Linked DNA regions of Sus scrofa: region 2 is linked to region 1. The links are chromatin contacts, called in public Hi-C maps. All regions are on one chromosome and are shown on one strand. Each heading gives the region's core, a stretch centred on a gene start, on an enhancer-like site or on the middle of the called end of the contact. The rest is flanking DNA. Distances are from core to core; before and after follow the strand shown.

Region 1 (4,290 bases), core at 887-3,386:
ATTCGCTCCCCCTGGATCTTCACCCCATTTAATCCTGTATGTATGCATGTGACCCTCCCACCCAACTCTCTCTGGGACATGATCCTCTTTCAGACCTCCAAGGTCTAATCCCCCATAATCAGAGTAGATGAACCTACTTCCTAAAGTTACTTTTGACAGAACCATGGATTTATAAACAGCTGTGGTTTAGGCATTAAGAATAAGGATATAATTTATCACCAAACCAGGTTTTCTGTGAAGGAGTCAAGGAGCTCAATAGAGTTACTGTATTATGTTTCCTATTGATGCTGTAACAAATGACTACAAATTTAATGACTTAAAACAACATAAATTTATTATCTTTCATTTTGAGGTCAGAAATTTAAAATTAGTCTCACTGGGTTAAATTCAAGATGTTGGCAAGGCTTGTTTCTGCAGATGCTCTGAGGGTAGGATCTGTTTCCTTGCCTTTTTCAGCTTCCAGAAGCTGCCTCCATCCCTTGGCTCATGACCCCTTCTCATATCACAGACCTCAAGCTTCATTATCACATCTCCTACACTATCAACTCTGATCCTCCTCCCTTCCTTCCAAAAGTGACTCTGTGATTACACTGGACCCATCCAGCTTATGCATCTCAAACGACTTCATGTAATCACATTTTAAAGTCCCTTTTACCATGTAAGGTAATAAACCCATGCGATCAGGACATAGGCATCTTTGGGGGACATTATCCAACTTACCACAGTTGCCATAGGTAGAAGGCATAAACTGGGACTATCTCAACAAATCTGGGACATTCAGTCACCCTTTCCTAATTTATAAGACAGGACTGAACATGTAGGGCCATCTTCTCTCTGTGTTCTTATGATTGGCATTGCCAAGTCCTGGTATGCCCTCCTTTTTCCTACCCACAACTCTGTCTCTGCTGCTCAAAATAATCCCTATTGTTCAAGGAAAACCTCCTCCATCATGAAAACTACCCAGCTCAAAGTAATCCCTCCTTTCCCTGCTCCATTTCCAGCATGGATTTGTCATCTCCTATTGTGCTTGCCACCATCTACCTGATTTTAACATAAACATATTAGTAAACATGTCTTTTCTTCCTTACCAGGAGCATGTTCTTGATAGTAGGGACCACACTTTAGGCCAAAACATAGCCATAAGCACTCAAGATACATAATGAGAACAAGCCCTCAACTACTTCCAGGCCAAGGTCTACTAGTTCAGCCTCTCCAAGCCAGAGTCCCACCAACTTGTCTAGGCCACCAACTAAGTATATGAGTCACTTGACACCTGGGACAACTGAGGAGTGCTTTCTACACATGAAGACACACATTTCACCAGAAACTTCCTTCAGATTGGGTTAAAGCCATGTTTGGATGCAACTGTGTCTACAAACACTGTGACTTTGATCAAGAGGATGCTGCCACCCATACCTGCTGATCCCGGTTATTTGCTGCGGACACAAAAATACACTTTGATAGTGTTTAATTATAAGCTTAGTGCCTTCAGCTCTTCACTGACAATCAAAACTCATTAGAACTGGGTTTTGCTTTTTTTGGTGTTTTAAATAGCATAAGATGCTAACACTGAAATCTTTTTTATCAAGGTTAAAGATAGATTTAGTCATTATTTTTTTTTTTGGTCTTTTTGCCATTTCCTGGGCCACTCCCACGGCACATGGAGGTTCCCAGGCTAGGGGTCGAATCAGAGCTGCAGCCACCAGCCTACGCCAGAGCCACAGCAACGCAGGATCCAAGCTGAGTCTGCGACCTCCACCACAGCTCACGGCAACGCTGGATCATTAACCCACTGAGCAAGGGCAGGGATCGAACCTGCAACCTCATGGTTCCTAGTTGGATTCGTTAACCACTGCGCCATGACGGGAACTCCTAGTCATTATTTCTATGGACACTAGGAGAAATAGTAGAGGTATAAGTGGAAGCCACAAGAACTTCTATTTATTTGGTGGACCCCAGTCAAGGAAACTTAAATACTAACAGAACCAAAAATAGCCCTTTGTTATATTTGCTTCACCAGATGCCCCGATAGCACAGACTCCCAACACTTTTAGCCAGATTTTAGTGTATCAGAAACTAAGAGGATAATAAACATTGCAGAATGAGTTATTAGGAAAGGACTTTGGAAGTCATTCAGTGCCTTTTTCCTTTCCACTATTAGTCATTCCTGGGTTCATTCACAACCCAGGGAAAGAAAAAGCCAAAAATAGCCACCAAGCCAAGCCTATTGTGAAACAGCTGTCTTCCTGAAGGCAAGCAGACAGTTGGAAGTCCAAGTGTAATGAGTAAACAGAGGCTATATCGGAACAGCAATCATGCTAATCATCAGTTTGTTAGCAAATGTGCTGCACTTTGTATTTTCAAAGCATTGTATCATCATTAATTAATTAACGAATGATAATTACTATTGCAGGGACATACGAAATTGTGTGCAAGATTTGGAAAGAAATTCTCTTATATGGCATGCACTGAAAAAGTGAGATTATTTTTTCTTTTCTGTTCTTGTTGTTTTTCAGTTTGTTTATTTGTTTCCCACCAAAGAGGCTATGCCATGTTCTCTCTCACTATTCTGTTTTAGCTTATGCTCTTCCTAGTTCTACCAGGAGTGCTCCTCAGACAACTCCCGTGCATCTAACTGGATAGATTTCAGCTTAAACATCACCTTCTCCTAGAGACGGTTCCACAGCCCTACAAAGCTAAGTTAGGAACTCCTGCAGTTCCCTTTCATAGCCTCTCTTACCCTCTATGAAATTTCCTATTTAACTGTCTGAAACCCATGTTAGACTGTTGGCTGTATGAGGGCAGAGGCCTCATATGTCTTGTTCACTGAGTACAGTTTCCTAGCACAGAGACTCATACATGGCAATTGCCCAATAAGTGTTTCTTAAATGAATAAAAGAATCTCCCATGGGAGAGAGCTAAAGAGAGGCTATTAATACTAACATGAGTTCCCACTCTGTACGAACTAATCTGCTCAGCATTCCAGATGCTTTATCTCATTTCATGCCCACTATGTTCCTTTGAGGTAAATACCAGGTAGGAAACTGAAATGACAGAGAGGAAGTCATTTGCCCATGATCACAATGCTGGTAAGAGGTGAAACTGAGGCTGAATCACAGGTTTCCTAATTCCAAACCTACTTAGCTCCAAAAGTGGTGAAGAAGAAAATAGTGGCTCCCCAAATCCAGGAAGTGGCCTGACACTTTCAGCCAGGTCTCGGTGTTATCACAAACTGGAGACTGACCTCAACACCTATACCATGATTTCCTCTGGTTGCACAAAAACCATCTCACAGAATATCAGCATCAGATAAGGCCACTCTGAGACCATGACAAAGTGAGACAAAACAAGCCACTGAATAATTTGTCAAAGCACAGACCAAAATATGGTCACTGTGAAAAACTCACAAAATATCAAACATCCCTCTCTCCTAACCAATATGAGTTTCTGCCATTTTTTTTTTTTTTTTTACCTAGTGTAGCTTATTCTTGCCTCTCTATAGATAAGACGTATTAAGATACCAATCAGGAGTTCTCCTTATGGCAGAGCAGAAACGAATCCGACTAGGAACCATTAGGTTTCAGGTTCAATCCCTGGCCTCGCTCAGTGCATTAAGGATCTGGTGTTGCCATGAGCTATGGTGTGGGTCGCAGACTCAGCTCTGATCTGGCGTTGCTGTGGCTGTGGCTGTGGCCAGCAGCTACAGCTCCGATTAGACCCCTAGCCTGGGAACCCCTATATGTTACCAGTGCAGCCCTAAAAAGCAAAAAAAAAAAAAAAAAAAAAAGATACCAATCATAGAATTACCCTCACTTCCTAACAGCCACCACCTAGAGTGATTCTGTTTCCTTAGCCCTTCGTCAAAATCACCCAAATCCCACAATAAGTCTTTTTAAACATCCTCTTACTGAAATGTATGACTGTTCCCATGGTGGGTGTTCTCCCTTGCTGCAACAAGGAACATACCCAACTTGTTCAACCACAGGTAGGTTCCTGGTGGTCTTTGACTGGAAGGCATTGACAGTGAGTTACACAAGAGGCTAGAGTAAGAAAACACAGGAACTTTCATTCATACTAAGAAAAATAACCCGAACCAATATTTAACATAGCCTGGAAACATGGCTCTCTTCTTTCATCCCTCCCTCTGTGAGATGGCCACAGGACAAATAGGATGCACGAGGGGGTGACTATAAGGTAACTAGAGGCCACAAAAGGGCAAATACTGTGTAATTCCATGTATATAAGATATCCAAAGTAGTCAAAATCATGGAAACAGAAAGTAGAATGGTG
Region 2 (4,290 bases), core at 1,179-3,678, 150 kb before region 1:
TAGGAGGGGGAAAAATTCCAAAGAAATAACACAAGTTCTTACAAACTCACTTTCATAAGTTGATTTGTTTTTTTTGTTTTTTTGTTTTTTGCTTTTTAGGGCCGCACCCCTGGCATACGGAGGTTCCCAGGCTAGGGGTCCAATCAGAGCTACAGCTCCCAGCCTACACCACAACCATAGCAATGCCAGATCTGAACCACATCTGTGACCTACACCACAGCTCAGGGCAACACCAGATCCTTAACCCACTGAGTGAGGCCAGGGATCAAACCGGAAACCTCATGGTTCCTAGTCGGATTCATTTCCACTGCACCACGACGGGAACTCCTAAGTTAATTTGTTTTTGAATTACTCATTTCATAAAATAACTTCTGGAAAACATCAGAGGAAGCTTATGGGCTTACTCCACATTTCCGATCTAAAATAAGACATTTCCCCAACTACAATTTCAGCAATCACTGGACTTACATTTGTAAAGAATTGTGAAGGGTCTGAGACTTTATTGTTCTTGCTACCTAACAAGCTAGGCTACCACATTTTAAAGGGTGACAGTCAAAGACAGGAGGCTCCTGGGTCAGAGCCAAAGGACTTTCATACAGCACAAGAGGCAGCATGAGCTTCAAGTCTACATTTGTTCCCTGCCTCCCAAATCCCATCAGGGTACAGGTGATTTGGAGCATCTCAGGTGCATGCAGCTCATAGAGTGACGAATCCCAAATGTGCCCCAGACTGAAGAGTTCCTGGTATTCAGGACTCCATGCTACAGTCAAGAAAGTCTCAAGCAAACTAAGACAAGTTTGTCATCTGGTACACACCTGGCTTGTCTCACAGCCCAGATGCCCTGACCTTAGGAGACACCAAACTTTTAAAGGAAACTGCCAGCACACTTGCACAACATTTGCTCCAGAAAGAGACATTATCTTTATTATCCTGGACTGCAAACAAATCTGCCCTTTGCCTCAGAGAGAGACACTATCTTTATCTTTCAAAGCTGTTTGCCATACAAACATACTTAAAAAGATATTCCAGGACAGAAGCTGCCAATGCATCTGCTCAGATGTGCAGAAATGCAAAAAGCCTGAGGGGAATTGTCTCCCAGTAGTATTCCTATAAAATTATAGTACAATTATACTACAATCATCTATGTACTAGTCTATATCTTGCCTTTGAAAATGATAAGTCCATATTCTTCCATACTTTCTTTGGTCAAGTTTTTTTTTGTTAAGAACCCAATACAAAATGTTTGCTCACTATTTTTTTTTTTAAATTGGAAGTTTGTGATAAAAGCACCTAAGTATACTGAAAAGGATGACCTATTTCTCAAGAATAAGTTGCTATTTTATCTCAGTAGCAAAGATTTAATAATAAAGAAAAAGAGATACTTCTGCTGTTTCCAAGGACATACTTACTAAATTCACCTCTTAACATTACCAAAAGAGACCAGGGCAAAGAAAAAGGCAAGGGAATTAAGAAATGTGGAGAATAATCAGAAAAACAAAAACAAAGAAACAGAAAAACAAAACAAAATAAAGGAAAACAAAAACAAAAACTATGTCCCTTTTGGTGAATGAAGAGATTTTACTAACCTGGATTTTATTAGATGAGTGCCATTTCCCTGAACTTGATCAGCCCGTAAGTTCTAGTGACTCATATTAACTGTAACAATCCAAATTTTTCCTTGCTTCCCCTACCGGAAGAATTTCTGGGAGTTCCTAGGGGATGTTTTGTAAGCATTTGCCAAGTCTTTTCTCATCGTGTTCCACCATTTACCACTGGCATCCATTGTATACCACTAGGTTTGTGGGACACTGGGGCCTCCCACCACAGCTGAGGCCTGAGTCCCACAAGATGCAAATCTTCATCATATTCTGTTACTTCATTAGTTTTCTCTCACTGCCTAGCAAATTACTGTAAATGTAGTAACTCAAGACAACACAAATATTCTTTCACCCTCCTATGTCAGAAGTCTAGGCAGGCTCAACTGCTTAGGGTCTCATAAAGCTGAAATCAAGGTATCCCCAGGGCTTGGCTTTTATCTGGAGGCCCTAGGAAAGAATATGCTTTCAAACTCATTCAGGTCATTGGCCAAATATGCACTAAGTCCATGTGTCTTTGTCAGCTGTCTGAAAGGGACTACACTTATGCTCCTTAAGGCCGCCTGCACTTCTTGGCATAAGGCCCCCTTCATCCTCAACCTACAGCAGTGCATCAAATCTCCCCTTGTGCTTTGAAGCTTTGACTTCCTTTTGTGCTCTTACCTACAGAAAAGGCTCAGGATCCAGCCCAGGTGGGTAATCTCCAACCTTAAAGGTCAACTAACGTGGGACTTCAATTACATCTGCAAAATCCCTTCAAAGAGGGACCTAGAAAACTGTTTGAAAAAGTAACTGTGAGTCAGAGGTCTTGGGGTGAGGTTGGGAGAAAGCATATTTAGACTCTTGTCTGCCACAGCTACGTGGAGAAGGGCTTCTCACATTTCTGCACTGGTGTTAGAGAGCTCCAGTAAAGCACTGTCTGTGCATTTACACTTGAGAGTCTTTAGAAAATCAGGTCTTTTGGGCTTTAAATTCAGACCTATTGCTCTCCACAGGATTTAAACCTCAATCCAATAGGGTGTTGCCTAGTAGGCAAATGAAAGTGAAAATTTTGATGCTGTATTCAGAATTCTCCATCCACCAAGACAACTACGGCTTTGTTACAGGGTCAAGCTCTCCTCTCTTAGGACACATACATTCTCAGAAATCTCCTTAGTCCATCAGAAAAACAAGTCTTTTGGGGAGATGGCCCTACCCGTACACCAGGCAAGTCCAGACACGTCTGAATTCCAGTGGAGTCTTTAGTCTGTTCTCCTGCTACATTTACATACTATTGATATGGAATCTCTGAGCTTCTGAGCTTCGTGTCAGTCAGAACACTGAGCTTGCTGAGCTGCTGCTCTCTGTGGAACAGAGAGAGAATGCTTCTTGATGAGCAGCTAAATGTATAACTTGTCATTTGAGACAAACAGGGATTTATGCTTCGCTAGCTTACATGCTTCCTCAAAGGACAAGCCTCCGAGTTTTTGTGCTTGCAAAGGCTAAGGGCAAAGCAGCTTTAACCAAACACATTTCCAGAATGGATAGGTAGAAAAACTGTCAGTGTTGTTTCTGCAAGAAGGTCTGCTGGTCCAGGATCAAGTGCTCTCAGTAGAGAACACAGAATAGCAGGATCAAAGCACGACTGGAGTTAGCATTAGGCGAAGAAATGACTGTGTCCTCTCCTTTCACTTTTTCCATCCAGTTTGCTTTAAACACACAGACAACCCAAATGTGAACTCTGAATTATGGAGACAGACAGAAACATAAGGGGAGATTAAAGCCCATCAATCAATCTTTAATTTGCTTCAACTTTGCTTGTTAACAGGTGTCAGGTGAAATTATCCTTGATAGAAAATAACCCTAAAACGCAGGACAGAGCAAATATCTCCAAGCTATATATAATGTTTTTTTTTTTCCCAAAGTCTAAGATTCACATAATTCTGTTGTCTAACAATAGCAACAACAACAAAATCTTTCTTGTGCCTTCTGAAAAAATATGGGAAAATAGCAAACTGGATTGGTCCATTTGTTATATATTTTAAGGAAGCTGTTCTATTAAACCAACCAGTCAACAGACAGTGATAAAATGAAGCAACAAAGGCAATGGAGAATTTAATTTCAGAATCTTATTTTCCTTTTATGAGTCTCAAGATTATTTATGTAGGAGAAAATGCATATAAGAAGAGACACCTTCCAGATTTATATTATACTCACCCCCCAAACTAATAAAAAGCTCTAACCAAGAACCAGGTTATGTGTTATGTTCAATCCAGAAAAAAAATGATAAAATCTCCTGAGATTTTGATTCTAACTCCATGGTCTCAAATAAGAAAAAAAAAATGGATACATAGGTAAAAGGAAAAGCTATTTTCTGTCTGTGTATAATTCAGGTAATGGACTTTCACAAGAAAGTTCAAATCAAATCTGATAGACAAATATATATAAATTCTTTCAATATTTATATTTAGTCATATCTTCTAAAAAGGTATGCAAGTATTATAATTCAGGTAAAATTAGAAATAATAACCTAAATCACTTAAATTTTAGCTTCTGTTAACCATACAGTAAATATATAAATGGACTATAAAGTATGATTTCTAGAAACTGCCAAGAGATCTTTGGAATGTGGTGGTAAATGTTGGGACTGGAAGTCAATAGACTCAAGTCTGATGCTTAATTCTGCCCCTTTTTGGCAGTGTGGCAACAAGCAATT

Evidence for each region. A called contact is a pair of places that touch in the nucleus more often than the background predicts.
Region 2: a contact with region 1 is called in a Hi-C map of embryonic fibroblasts, with 2.0 times the contacts expected there. The contact joins two enhancer-like sites. A contact is called at or near these places in 10 of 47 Hi-C or Micro-C datasets (brain, embryonic fibroblasts, epiblast stem cells and 6 more) and 1 of 2 datasets of contacts at active chromatin or transcription factors (alveolar macrophages).

What each region holds. Positions count from the first base shown.
Region 1 is chr13:152,121,472-152,125,761 of Sscrofa11.1, reverse strand. The region is part of intron 3 of LOC102157687; the gene reads right to left. Among named protein-coding and RNA genes, the nearest start is that of CCDC54, 36 kb to the left of the region's middle. Within about 2 kb of position 2,136, at least 1 of the 83 cell types and tissues checked has an H3K27ac peak or open chromatin away from gene starts, as enhancers often do. A contact at or near this core is called in embryonic fibroblasts, where this site is marked.
Region 2 is chr13:152,267,164-152,271,453 of Sscrofa11.1, reverse strand. No RefSeq gene overlaps it. Among named protein-coding and RNA genes, the nearest start is that of CCDC54, 110 kb to the right of the region's middle. Within about 2 kb of position 2,428, at least 16 of the 83 cell types and tissues checked have an H3K27ac peak or open chromatin away from gene starts, as enhancers often do. A contact at or near this core is called in embryonic fibroblasts, where this site is marked.